Regions from separate parts of the Mus musculus genome. Here region 2 is linked to region 1. A link is a contact called in public promoter capture Hi-C data. All regions are on one chromosome and are shown on one strand. Each heading gives the region's core, a stretch centred on a gene start, on an enhancer-like site or on the middle of the called end of the contact. The rest is flanking DNA. Distances are from core to core; before and after follow the strand shown.

The links. Promoter capture Hi-C pulls out the DNA fragments that hold promoters and counts their contacts.
Region 2: a promoter capture Hi-C map of liver shows a contact between it and region 1, with 2.9 times the contacts expected there. The contact joins the enhancer-like site here to the promoter of Twist2 in region 1. A contact is called at or near these places in 6 of 39 promoter capture datasets (the 3T3-L1 cell line, the C10 cell line, embryonic stem cells and 2 more), 1 of 115 datasets of contacts at active chromatin or transcription factors (the NIH/3T3 cell line) and 2 of 9 other capture datasets (embryonic stem cells and liver).

Annotation. Positions count from the first base shown.
Region 1 is chr1:91,797,507-91,805,023 of GRCm38.p6, reverse strand. Twist2 (twist basic helix-loop-helix transcription factor 2) reads right to left here and starts at 3,563. Exons shown (of 2, transcript NM_007855.3): 1 at 2,875-3,563. The coding sequence starts at 3,397. The coding sequence ends at 2,915.
Region 2 is chr1:92,403,418-92,410,306 of GRCm38.p6, reverse strand. No RefSeq gene overlaps it. Among named protein-coding and RNA genes, the nearest start is that of Gm35992, 27 kb to the right of the region's middle. Within about 2 kb of position 4,991, at least 17 of the 459 cell types and tissues checked have an H3K27ac peak or open chromatin away from gene starts, as enhancers often do.

The sequences.
Region 1 (7,517 bases), core at 2,314-4,813:
GGAAAGGAAAGGAAAGGAAAGGAAAGGAAAGGAAAGGAAAGGAAAGGAAAGGAAAGGAAAAAGGAAAGGAAAGGAAAAAGGAAAGGAAAGGAAAGGAAAGGAAAGGAAAAAGGAAAGGAAAGGAAAAAGGAAAGGAAAGGAAAGGAAAGGAAAGGAAAGGAAAGGAAAGGAAAGGAAAGGAAAGGAAAGGAAAGGAAAGGAAAGGAAAGTCCGGTCGTTGGAGATTAAAACCTGTTGAAAAGCCTTGCAGAGTCAGCAGAACGAGAGACGAGGCTGCCTTAAACCATGACCAAGACGGCAGAATAAATAGTGGATGAGAAATGACTGCCTTTCTCTGTTCCGGACCAGGTGACAGCGACCCTGCTCAGAGGGCTCCTACGTCTCACAAACACACTGGACCCCTTCTGAGGCTTCTTTCAGTTATTTGAGTCCTGCTGACTGGGAAGACCCCTGATACTTAGTCTAATTGAGTTTTAGAACACCCAGCCAAGGAAGAACTTTACTATAAGCTGGACTTCATGGGCCAGGCCCTGTTTCTCTCCACCGTCAAGGACGATTTAAGCTTTGTGTCGTTAGTAAAAATATGTCACAATAGACATTAAAAGTATATACAGTTCATGAAATGTCTAGGTTCCTTTCCCTCCAGGGCTGTAATTAATGTTCCTTGGAAATGTTACAGAGAAATAACCAATTACAATTAGCAACATTTCTAGAAGATTAAAGTAATTACAATTGCATTTATGCTCCTTAAGAAGGATGGGTTAAGAATAAGAACATAAAGGTGCTAGTTAGCACAACCCAAACAAATCAGACCAAGGCAGGTCCAACATCAGTGAGTGCATCAAACAGGGACACATTGCCTTGGAAAGAGTCCTCTGTGTGGCCAGACACCAGCTAAGCCCACTAGCCTTTGTATTTGATTATTTGAAAGTAAACAGGCCTGCATCTTGCTTTCCAACCCAATGTGTTATCTGATAGTTTAATGCCTTTTTGTCCAAATAAGCTCTTAACATTTTTCATTTGTTTATTACAGATATTGCATTTTTGGATTTTAAAACATATTTGATTGCAAACTGTGATTGAATCAAAGTTGTTGAAGAGAGCAATTATCTTAAAATGAATTTTAAATGCCCCCACTAAATTCTTGCATCAGGGTAGGATCTCCTAGTGTTGGCTTTCAATAATTTTCGGAAGGACTATCTTAACGATAGTTCTGTTGACATTTCCCTTAAACAAATTCTATGTGTGTGTATAAAAAAGATGGTGCATTTCATCTGTCTCGGCTCCCTCAGACGTGTTGTAAACCATGGCGGTAAGAGGGGTGAGTGGAACTTAACTAATGGACACTCATAATTTAGGCAGCAAAAAAACAGAATTAATGTATTATCCCTCTGAAGCTTCGAGTACTTTGCCAACCCAAACTTTCTTTCCTAGAGAAATACGTGATTGAGACAATTCCCATCTGTTTTTGACAAACACAGGGGAAGATTCCCACAAGTGACTCTGTTAAAAGCTCTTCTTAAAAACTATAAAATAGTCGTATCCCAGAGGTTATTTCATGAAAACATTTTTTTGATGATAGAAATAAAGGATTTTAAAAAAAAGAAAGAAAGAGGGTAAGAAAGGAAAGGAAGAAAGAAAACAAACCCACTGTATGAGACCAACATTTTGTGGCCACAGCAGCAACTTTCAAGATATTATAAAATTATAAAAGTGTAAATAGATGTTTGGGACAATGGATAATCATGTTAATCTTGATTAATCCAAATTCTTTCTGTGTTAAGCGGAGACTTTCATTTAAAAAAAAACACACAAGATGCATGAAAAACGAAGGAAAATTAAGTGGGAAGAATTTTCTATACCACGCTCCCCTCGAAGATCTAAGCAAGGCCTCAGGGAAGCAGAGCCTGCAGGATACTGCCCCTGGGGCTGCCTGGGGATTTGGGATGTGTCTGCTAAGCAGCGGGTGCAGGACATGATAAACGCTCTCTGAAACACCAATCCGGTGCTCAGCTGTGCTGAGCTGCCTTCTTCCCAGGCAAGGCCCTGCTCACACTGCTTCTTCATCCACACCCACCGCACACTCAGACCTGTTACCCAGCCTGAATCCCTTGCCTCTGTGTCTTTCCAAGTTCAAGGATGGTGGTACTTAAGCACACAACTCTAAATACGATCCACCTGCTTGCAGGCAGCCAGAGACTCCAAGCCGCTACATCCACCCAGGCCTGGGCGCTTGAGGGTTCCATACTTTTGGGGCGACAAGGGTCTACTGCATTCTTGGCGCCCAGAGATTTGCTCCTCTGTGAACCTGGAGCCCCAGCGCTGAACAGAAACCTCTCTGCCGCGCCAGGGGCCAGCATCATCTTACGTACTGAGCCGGCTAGGGCTTGAACGCCCTAGCATCCAAGGCGCGGGCCGGAACTGCGGATCAGAAAGAGCGGATTGTCTGTACCACGCGTGGGCTCCTCAGCTCCATAGAATGAGCGCGAGGCAACAGGTCGGCCACAACCCAGCGGGCATCGCATCTCCTGGCCTCCGCTGGCCTAAGGAAGACGTTTTGACAACCGCTCCCCACAGAGTCACCCACAGATACCCATCCACCAAAAATGAAAAGTGACCATTTGTCCAATAAGTGTATTTGGACCCTGATGGGGAACCACAGGCGGGTGGATTCCGAACGGATACCCTTGGCAAAAGACCTTGGGCGTGCCCCCGGGGTAGGAGAGTTTTCTCAGGTCGCGCCAACCCTTGCAGGGTGAGGAAGCTCACCCCATCCCTGTGCGGTTGCCTGAGGTACCTTCACGAGGAGAGATACACTGGCCCGTCCGCCCACCCACCCGTGCGTCGTGGATGCCCACCACACGCAGCACCTACCCTGGCTTGCGGCTCCGGAGGTGGATGGCACGGCGCGGCGCTAGTGGGAGGCGGACATGGACCACGCGCCCTCCATGCGCCACACGGAGAAGGCGTAGCTGAGACGCTCGTGAGCCACGTAGCTGCAGCTGGTCATCTTATTGTCCATCTCGTCGCTCTGGAGAACCTGGTAGAGGAAGTCTATGTACCTGGCGGCCAGCTTGAGCGTCTGGATCTTGCTGAGCTTGTCAGAGGGGAGCGTGGGGATGATCTTGCGCAGCGCGGCGAAGGCCTCGTTGAGCGACTGGGTGCGCTGGCGCTCGCGCACGTTGGCCAGGATGCGCTGGCTCTGCAGCTCCTCGAAAGACTGCGCGCTCGGGCTGCCCTTCTTGCCGCGCTTACCCGGGGTCGGGCTGCCATCTTCGCTCGATTTCTTGCTGTAGCGCCGCTTCCGGCCGAAGCGCTTGGGCTGCCTCTCCAGCTCTTCCTCACTGGTGCCCAGACTGTCCACGGGGGACACCGGCGAGCTGGAGCCCTCCTCCATGGCGCCCGCCCGGCGCGCGTGGGGCTGGGGGGCGCCGAGCGCACGCCACTGGCCAAGCCCGCGGCCGCCGAGCACAGGCTCCCGGGTCGCTCTCAAAGGCTCTGATTTCGAGGCCGGCTTGTGCAAAACCGAGGTCTCCGGGAGAGGAAGTTATTCTAACTTTTTTGGAAACTCTATCCCGGCTGGGTTGCTAAATAGCTGTCAGGAGCGAGGGCGGCGCGCTGATTGGCCACCGTGGCCAGGGGCAGGACAAATTCTGGGGCCTTCGCCGGCCGCCCCCGCCCCCCCCCCCCCCCCCGGGCGGCACTTTCAGTTTTGTCTCCGCTTTTTTCGGCCCTGACTGTGGCCCGCATCTCGGAGGCCAGATCCGCGCGCTCAGCCTGCGCTCCTACCCCAGGCGCGGGCCGCTAATCAGCGGTGCTGACCTCTAAGTTCAACGGTGCCTGCCTTTGTCTGAGTCTCCTGGAGCAGATTTGGCCCTGCCAGGGTTCAGGGTCTCTGCGAGGGGTGGAGGAGGCAAGTCCAAGCCCAGATGTGCTCCGTGGACCAAGGACGCAGCTGGGAGCCTCTTGGGGCGCGCACTGAGACCTCCGGCGTCTGCAACGCGATCCTGCCCGCAGTGAGTGGAGCTGTGCAGGCAGAGTGCCACGACCCGGGGCAGGGCAGATACTCGCCTGTTGGCAGAGATGTCCACCCCCACGATCTCGCCTCTAGGATCTATAGAGACGCCGCCCGGCTCGGGCCAGTATGCAAGTTGGAGATCCTTTTTCAATCCCGATTTTCTGGGCTACTTCAGCCTGGACACGTTTTCAGAACCTGCCCCCTAAATGCTTTATAGCTTAGGCATCACAGCGAGCCTCTGCGGGAGCGCCCATGTGCCCGCCATGCCTGCCTACCTGACCTTGCCCTGAGTGTTGGATCCCGGTTTGGGGTTCAGCCTCAGCCTCTGTACTGTGCTTCACTTGCAGGCGGGTGGTGGGCCCAGAACACTGAGACTAGGGAGAGGCTGAACCTGTCTGAAGTCCCCTGCCCTGGGCACTGATGGGCAGGGCAGGAGGGCTCAGGATTGCAGAACATTGGGCCAGGCCTTGGTGAACAGACATCACGGATCCCGGCCCTTTGCCATCTGGACTCTGAGCGCCGAGCGCCAGCCAGCGCGTTTGAAGTGCTTGGGGTCTCTTTGTTCGCCAGGCCGCTCTAGCTGGGGCCTGGAGGTGGTTTACAGCTTCCTTGCCTTTGAACCTATTCCCAGGTGACCCGGGCTCAACTAGGCCAGGCTTGAGCATGGCTGTCAGAGAAGCCCTGTGATCAAGGGCTAACTAGGTCTTATTGAAGTTGAACCTGAGGCCAGAGACTGCTACAGCCTCAGCCACTCCTGGGGGCAGTGGGGAGGGCCCCCGATGTGGGGCCCTCGGGTTGAGACCACTGTCTAAGGAGCTGGAAGAGCTGTGTATGCCACTTCTTGCCCCCTCACCAAAGGCCTGGGCTCTCCACCTTTGGGGACATGCAACACGCACCACTGGAACAATGCTCTGTGGAGAGCAGGCCCACTCACAGAGGACTGTCACAGCTCTGTGGCTCCTTAAACATTCTCAGGCTTCAGAAGGGTAGTTAAAGGTCTCCTTCAGCCACAGTGCCCATTGCCAGGCTGACTTGCCTTCTGGGAAGGCCACATTTTATCCAATGTCCCTTTCCTTCATCTTTTAAAAATTCAAAGTTCCTTTAAGGACCAAAAAACCGCATCCAGATCCCAGCTTCCTGCCTGCATGAGACGGCCTTTCCTGGGACTTCCGGGTGGAAGGCATAGGGTGCAGGCATGCTGGGTCACGTTTGGGTGTATCACTCAAACGGGTGAGGCATCTCCTGACCTGGATCCCCTTTAAAGTCCGGCTTAAATAAATAAATCAGGTGATACTGTCCTCCCTCTGTAACCAAAGGGTGTTTTCCCAACAGAAGCCTTCTGGTGCCCAGCCCAGCAGCCACCCCCTCCCCTGTGTCTGTGTTTCTCTTTCTCACTGTCTTCTCCTCTCCCCTCCTCCCTTCCTCCACCAGGCAGAGGTCATAGTTGAGAGGGAAAGGAAAACAGCCCAGCCAAGAAGCCTGGTAGGTCTCAAGCTGCCTGCCCGGGCTCAGTTCAGCCAGAGGATGGGGGTGGGGACATTGCATGGAACATAGAGCTGCCACTCAGAATGGGGGCTCCCCTTTACATAGGACAGTAGTTCTCAGCCTTCCTAATGCTTCGACCCTTTAATACAGATTCTCATGGGTGGTGACTCCCCGAACCAACCATACAACTATTTCATTGTTACTTAGCAACTGTAGTTTTGCTACTGTTATGGATAGTATTATAAATATCTGATATTTATATCAGACATGCATAAATATCCATATTCAGGATAACTGATATGTGGGCTCCCCAAAGGGGTCAAGACCCACAAGTTGAGAACCACCGACCTGGGAGCAAGCATTAAAGATTTCCCCTGGGGCCAGTTGTAAATTCCCAGCCAGCAACTCACTTAGGTTTTTGCTCTTCTTCTATGTTGATCTTTTCTATTTTAAACACTTTTAACAAATCAGAAGTGTAAAGAGCCTGAGGAAAAAACTCTTGCTGGTGGAATTTGGAAACCTCTCTCTTGCCTTAGTTGAAACTTAAAAAGAAGGCACAGACACACACCAGAGCCTCCCCTATGTTAGGACCGGGATGGCGGGAAGGTGGTGAGCAGCCTTCTCTATTCAGTTTTGAAATGAAGCACTGATGAAAAATGAGCCAGTTTGGGAAATAATACTCTGCTTATTGATATCACCTGATTTTTTTTTCTTTTAAAAACCAAGTCATTAATAAGGCTAATAAAACCGAAGTATTAATAACACAGGAACAAAATGTGTTTGTGTGTGGGTATCCACCAGACCACCCAGGCTCACTCAGACGTGTGTGTGAAATATCATGCAATAAGGGTCCATGGGCACACATGCAGTTCTTGGTATATTTATTCATTATCGATGTGGAAAAATCATGTCAACGCTTCTTTTCGTATATGTAAAAATGTGTACTTTGTTTCACAGGACTTCAATTTATTAAATAAAAAAATATGACCTGGAGTTCTGAAAGCTTCTTCTATTGCCTGCTCTCTTTCAGCCAATGAGTAGGGCCAGGCACTCTGTTTTCACAGTGAACTTGATGGCTCCTGTCTGGGTGTTAGGGACATTGTTGCTGCTGTGACCTGGGGATGGTCTTCAATGCTGGGACGCCACTGTCAGACAGCTTGTGAGCTTTATTGGGATAATAAAATGTATGCTTGATACTCAGGAAAATTTTTCCCCACATTCCCCCTCCCCCAAAGCTATATAAAGAGTGATAAACGTATACATTTAAATGCTACTGCAAGTCTCAGGTGCACTGAGCCTACCTGTGGGCTCCGCAGACTTAGCTAAGAGGTGAGATGTGAGATCAGATATGTAACAGAGCTACTGGGGAACTGGTGGCTTATTACTTTCTCTTGAGTTGAGAGAGGCAAAGAAGCATAAGTAGGTGACAGAAACCAGTGTTTGTGTAAACAGAACAAAAACAAAAACCAACCAACCAACCAAACAAACAAACAAAAACGGGATCTGTGGCATTTATCAAGAGGTTGAAGATGCCTTCTTGCTTCTTTCTACATCATTGTTCCTGGCGGTGGCTCACCAGTGATTTGCACAGCAGGAGAGGTTGTGTACTTTCCTTTTTGAATCACCGTTAGACATAGCAGGCACTGAATGGGGCACCTTGTCTATAGGAGCACTAATTCCAGAGGTGAGCTCTTGAGAATTATGTCAAGCTGGTAGCTCATCTCTGTTAACCGCAGGAGTCTTTGGAATTGCTTTGCTGCATGTTAGAGCTGTTTGGGAATCATGCTGGTTGCTTACTAACAATGCTATGTCACAGGTGGTGCCCTTCCTAGCTGGATTTGCATGCATCCAGGACCTTCCCTGAGCGAGCATCTGCCTGGCCAGAGCTCATATGCTTCTCACCCAGGTTGAAGCAAGTCCCACCTTGATTGACTGATTCCTAGAGAGGAGCCTGACAAGTTCCAGAAAGTGATAGCATCCTAGAGCCAATCCCCTGCCTCCGCGTCACAGCAGC
Region 2 (6,889 bases), core at 3,742-6,241, 600 kb before region 1:
AAGCTGCAATGCCGTGTGGAGATAACAATTATGTTTCAAGCCAGCAAGAGAGCAGAGCAATCAACCATGCAATTGTGCACCTTGTGCCTCAGTAGCTCCAGTGGCTGTAGGCTCTGATTGGCCCTACACTGCCAGCTCCTCCAGGGCCCTTACCCTAGAACAGCACAATGCCTGCCCCTGCAGGTTCTTTGGCATGGGGAAGCAGAATTTCTGTGAAGATGTGGGTCTGCAGTCCAACCAGGTCCACTCTGACACCCCACCCCATGTCACCCTCCCTTCACATCTGCCCAACATTACGGCCAATGATTTGGAAGACATCTTTTACTTGCTGTTGAGTGATCATGGCCTTTGCCCTGTGTGATGGCAATTCTGGTCCAGGCAATTCTGCTTGAAATGACCTGTGCGCTTGGATTCTGCAAGCAGGCACACACATCCTGGAGCATGGGACCATCTCTGAAAGCTTCTTCCCACCTGTTCTGCTGTCCTACGATGAGGAAGAGACCCTCACAGGCTGAGGAGAAGGTACTAGGGAGGAGGCAGCCCCCTGCCCGTGTACATGAGCTTTACTGGGGTTTTCTGTTTTGAGGAGAGTCAGGGACTGAACATTCTCATGGTTGCTGCCTTGGCCTAGGACCCTATCTTACAGCAGAGTCTCCAAGGCAGAGGCAGAGCTAGGGGACAGGAAGCAAGTCTAGGCAGGGATGCCTTGCCCTGGACCCAGGGTCTTCCCATGCTGACCCAGATCCTCCAGCTACAGTTTACCCACCCCGCCAGCTTGTTACTCCTGTCCTCTGCAACTGAAACACACTTGCTGCCGGGCCTTCCTGGTTCTGCTCCACCTGGGAGCTCCTCTTCTATATGAGAACCATTGGTGTGGCCTCCTCTCTGCTCTCTTCGCTGTCAGAATTCAACCCAAATATTCCTTTACCAGAGAGCCTTCCCTGAGGAGCATGGCAAAGATGGCTTCACCCATGTCTCCTTCCTGTTTCCAGCTTTACTTTTCTGCCCAGCCTGTATCATAACTTGACAAGTCAAGTGTTTGTTTCTTTTCTTTATCATTGGCTGCAATAAATGATGTGGCCTTGCCCATTGTGTATTTTCTTGCCCAGGAGAGACAGCCCAGCATACAATAGTTCCTCAATAAGGAATTGTTGCTCTCAGCTTGTCATATACAGTCCACTCATTCCCAACCTCTGACTGGTACCATACAGTCCAAAATAGCCACACTCTATAAGCAGTTTGTCTGGATAGCCCCCAAGGCTCATGTGCAGTCAAAGCTGCCTGTAACCTCATGGTTTTTCATCCATCCATTTTGTTCTCAGAAATAACAACTCTGAGACTTAGTATTTCATGAGTATATGCCTATGCCAAAAGCTTTGCTTGTTCCCCGACTCTCTCATAACTTAATTACCCATCTATTCTATCCTAAGTCATGCCGTGTGGCTGGCTACTTGGTCCTCAGTTTCATGTGACCATCTTCTTCTGTGTCTGGGGCCAATCTCCTGTATCTGACTATGCCTCTCAGAATCCTCCTCTCCCACCTCTCTTTCCCCTGGATGTCCCACCTTCTCATCCTGCCTCAGCTCATTGGCCATAGGCTTTTTTTATTGACAGGTGAAGCTTCCATACATTACACAAGAAATTTAACACACTCATGTGTTAAAGGCTCTTGAAAGGTGGTGGGAAGGGCTCTGATTCCATCAATGGATCAACCCACTGATGAGTTGATAGCCAAATGGATTACCAGGATGTGGGGACCTAGTTGGAGGAAGGTCACCAGGAATGTGACTTTGAAAGGTATATTTGCTCCAGTGGTTTCACTGTTTCCTGGACATCACGAGCCAAACAGCTATGTTCTTTTACATGTTCCTCCCATGATGCTCTGTTTCACCATGGCCCAGAAACAACAGAGCCAAGTGACCGTGGGCTGAAACCTCAGAAACCGAGAGCCCAAATACTACACCTTTCTTCCTGTTAGTTGGCTTTCTTTTTTCTTTCTTTCTTTTATTTATTTATTTTTCTTTTTTCTTTTGGTTTGAAGGTGTTTATTGTAGAAAGGCAGAGAGAGAGGAGGGAAAAGAAGTAGAGGGCAGCCATGGCCACGTGGAGAGGGGGAGAAGGGAAGGGGAGAAGGAGATCGAGGGGTGAAAGACAAGGAGAGCAGGAGCTTAAGAGCTTTAGTTGGTTTCCTCTCAAGTATTTTTGTCTAGCAATAGACAGCTGACTACCATAACATGGGACAGGTCACATGACCCTGACACAAGGTCACTGCTACAAAGTTACCCATTCCCCTAAATTCCCATCTCTGCTATCTTAAAAAACAAAAACAAACAAACAAAATCTTCAATTGTAGCTGGATATGGTGGATATGGTGGCGCACACCTGTAATCCCAGCATTTGGAAGGTAGAGGAGAGTCAGAAGTTGGAAAGCAGCTATGTAGCGAGTGGAGGCCAGTCTGGGGGGAAAATGAGACAGAGCAAAACAGAAACATTCATGTACTGGCTGGTTTTGTGTCAACTTGACACAAGCTGGAGTTATCACAGAGAAAGGGGCTTCAGTTGAGGAAATGCCTCCATAAGATCCAGCCATAAGGAATTGTTGCTGTCAATTAGTGATCAAGGCGGGAGGGCTCTTTGTGGGTGGGACCATCCCTGGGCTGGTTGTCTAAGCTTGGTTCTATAAGAGAGCAGACTGAGCAAGCCAGTAAGTAAAATCCCTCCATGGCCTCTGCATCAGCTCCTGCCTCCAGGTTCCTGCCCTGTGTGAGTTCCAGTCCTGACTTTCTTTGGTGATGAACAGCAATGTAGAAGTGTAAGTTGAATAAACCCTTTCCTCCCCACCTTGCTTCTTGGTCATGGTGTTTTGTTCAGGAACACAAACCCTGACTAAGACAACTCATATTACCTTATGGATGCCAAAGTTATTTACGATAAGACAGAGTTCTGGCTGAAGCAGATCTAAGGTGCTGCAGCCCCAGCGGAGCCTCAGACTTCTCCCTCTGTGTCCAAAGTGCCCTTGTTCCTTGTTGTCGGGATCCTCTATCAGCATCAGCCATGGGCCTGTCACGAGTGGCCATTTTGCTAGTTCTAGACCTTGTATCCCAGAACGGCCTCAGTTCCTAGCCTCTGACTTTCAAAGTCCCTATCACATGTGTGGTGGCATCTCCTTTCTTCTACTGCTGAAGGACATCAGCTGCATTGTGCCGGCTAGTTCCATATCAACTTGACACAGCTAGAGTCATCTGAGAGGAGAGAGCCTCCGTTGAGGAGCGCCTACATGAGACCAGGCTACAGGTTCTCAATTCAGTAGTGTTCAGTGCTGGGGCCTTGTAAGTGACTGGACCATCAGGTTTTCCTCAATGGACTAAACTTGATAGTGTTGCAGTCAGACGGTGATATTGGAAGGAGGTAGGCATGGAAAGAGGTGGAGCCCAGATGAAGGAAGCAGGTTGCCAGGGTTGTATTTTGAAGAACGTATCTTGTCCCATACCTCTTCCTATCTGGCCCCTCTGCTGGCTGGTCTGCTTCCTGGCCCCATGAGGTGAGCAACCATCTTTCACCATGATGAGTTGCCTCAAGAGAGCCAGCTGTGTGGGAGTCAAGCCCCCTAAACTATGTCACAAAACAAACACTTCCTCGTTTAGTGTTTCTCTCGGACACCTTGTCGGATCCACGAAAAGCTAACACACCCACCTGTGTAACCGAAGCTTTATCACACAACCATGCCCACCACCTACCACTGTCTGTGGCTGTCCACAGGAGGTCGAGGTGAGGAGACTGGTTTGAAGAGGCCATGGTACACCCTCAGCCTGAAGTGTCTACCATCTGCTTTTGTGGAAAAAGTGCATGTGTCATGTCATGGATAACTGGGAGGGAGGACTTCTTTAAGAATCTAGGCACTGCCAAGCAGCTGCAGAAGTGGACCACATGCCCCGAGCTTTTTACTGTGGTCTCCTCCATTTGTTTTTGGAAGGAATAGTCATGGGCAGCCTGGCTAAGGAGGCACTCAGGCTAGTGGGGGCATGCTCGCCTGATTTAGCTTAGGTTCACACAGGCAGGGAAGGTACTCTCTGCCGATCCCAGGTAGAGCTCTGTCCTCTGAGTATGACAGGGCCTCTGTGGTCTTGGAATCGGCACTGATGGTTACCCACATGATCTGAGGTTGTCATCAGACCCCACCAGAGATTCCAGCTATTCACTCACTCCTGGCCCCCATCCCAGGCTGAATGTAATCCTGCCCTGGTACCACTTGGCTTTGAGGTCCTACCATAAGACATGGAAGGTTGATGGGTGGGAACTCTAGTAAGGAGGCACTCATGAGTCATCGCCCGTGCTCGGAGAGGGGAGGAGCTGCCTCCAGAACCCTACTGACTCTAGCTCACCAAGATAGACCTGGATGGGATTATTTCTCTAGTCTATCTATGCCCTTTCTAACTAGGGTGAATAGAAAGAGACTCTGAAGGGAAAGTCACATGATGCCAGGATCCTTCTGTGTCACTCAGTCCAAGAGGAAGGCGACTGCCACACACTGATGCCCTTGCATCCTTGGATCAACCTTAAGCTGCACTTCATGGTCAAGCTGAGCCTAGGGTGACATACAGTTGCGAGTAGCTGTGCCCTGAGCCCTAGTGTAATTTGCCTCTGTGTGGAAATCCCTACCACACCCAGCTCTGCAGCTGTGTCTCAAATCAGTTTATTTTTTTTAAAAAATTGTATTATAACTGAAAGTGGAAAATAATACACCTTTGGAATAGCATTAGGAAACCTTCCTGTAAATGAATCTGCATGGAGAAGTTTTGTTTCTGTGCTGTTTGGTTGCCATGGTGACAGTCTGCATTAGCTAATAAGTTTGTTTTGAGAATTTTTAACACCAGTTTGCCAATTTTTCTCTTTCTGCCGTAACTATGGCTTACGCCATTACACCTGGTGTTCCTGTGCTGTGTCCTCGGGCTCCTGAGCTGGCCAGGCCAGAGCCTCTTCAGTGAATACCACCTGAGGGAGGCGCTCAGTACACATGGAGCTGAGCTGAGAGAGTTCCAGCCTTGGTGGGACTGAACAGTAGGGTTGCTGCTCTTCCTGGGAAGGATGGGATGGCTCCAAGAGGGCAGAGTCAGGGATAGGAAAACCTAATCGGGCCCCCATTTGTCCCCTCAGCTGCCCAGAGAGAAACATGCAGGTGGAGGTGGCAGAGACACATCAGGGCAGGTGGTAGGGCAGCCTGGCAGACACCAGGGAGATCTGACAAAAAGTCTCCACTTGCCATTTAGCTTCAGAACCTCCAACAGGGACCTTGCTAGCTCAGCAGACCAGGTGCCAAGGAAGGGAAACATGACTTGTTGAGTCCCCATGATTCTCACCATGCTCTGGGTCTGTTTCCCCTGCTTGAGCTGTCATGGGGGAAATGTGACAGCACAGCTGGCCCAGGGACAGAAGCACAGGCTCCAGACACTGGCACCGAACTGCACCACGGCTGTGGTGGAGGGTGTGGGAAGGGTTCTTCTGAGATCCAAGAAGGAAGGCCTGGGAGGAGGGCCTTCTAGGTGATGGAGGAAGCAGCTGTAGCCAGCCCTGGGAGGTACCTGGACAGCAGGCAGGATTCTGCAGCTGAGGGTGCGGACTCTCTGACCAAAGCAGACAATAATCCTTGAGTGGGCGTCAGACAGTCCAGTCCTCGGGAAGCCCAGGGATAAGGGGGACAAGCCCCTTGATCATTGGTGCAATGACCAAGTGCTGACCATTCCAAGGGCAGACCAAAGCGTCTCAAAGGCAGAGCAGCCCAGAATGCTTGTTCTGCCCTCACAGGCTGCTGAACTCTGAACAGCTCAGTCAATCTTGACGTGCCTCAGTTTTCCTGACTGTGAAGTGGGGTTTTCAGAGAATGTTGGGACCTCCAAGTTTGACCAGCAAAAGAGGACTCCAGGTGGGGCGTCTGCTTGTCGGGATGGATCTGGGCCGTCTGTGAGGAGACGTCTGCACATGTTGATTTATAGCTGCTGCTGCACGCCCCCACTGAGCTCATGGCATGTGCTATTCTGAGTAGGGGTGTGTGTGTGTGTGTGTGTGTGTGTGTGTGTGTGTATAAGGTAATAAGACACAGCAGTGAACTGGAATGAGCCCTTGCAGCATATGATTACAGGTGATTCCTTGGTGTGTCTGTAGTGAGATGTGTCCATGTGGTTGGACTGGTATCTGGTCTGGCTTTCAGTAGATCCCCTGACTGTACCCACTGTAAGCCAGAGCCCCGCAGCACCAGTCACTCTGACACTTACTTTTCTATTAACATAGTAGTGGAAACCAAAGGAGGGAAGACAAAGTTTGGTGAATGCCTGAAGTCCTCCAGACGTTCCCTCGGCCCCCACACAGTGCAGACACATCTCTTCTCTGGCTCTTTCTAGAGCACAATGGTTAGGAACAGCAACCCCAAGCAGAGGAGGAAGGTGCCCCACACCAGGACATGCAGAGTAGCTCCCGTGATTATAGAAACAGAAAGACACAGCAGATCCGGGGTCCTCTGAGGCCCATTGGGAGGATGGGGCAGGGGGTTGCATAAGCTCCCCACATCCATCCTATGCTCAGAAAGACTGCGTTCACCAGGTAATAGCCAACACAGGTGTAGCAGAGGAGGGAGGCAGGGTACCCTAGGATGAGCCATGCCCACCAAAGGGACGGCCTCAGAGTTCAGTCAGCTCTGGACATCAGCAACTTACCACCTCTTGTCACAAACATCTGGCTTCACACAGCCGGCCCACAGCCATGCTGCTCCCTAGCAATTTATCCAGTGGGGAAAGAGGTTTGCAGGGAATTTGAGTGTCGCTGCAGGGTTTAGAGATAAGGACCAGTGGCTTCTTCTAGGACTCTGCTAGTGGCCCCCTACCAGGGCTGGGCACAT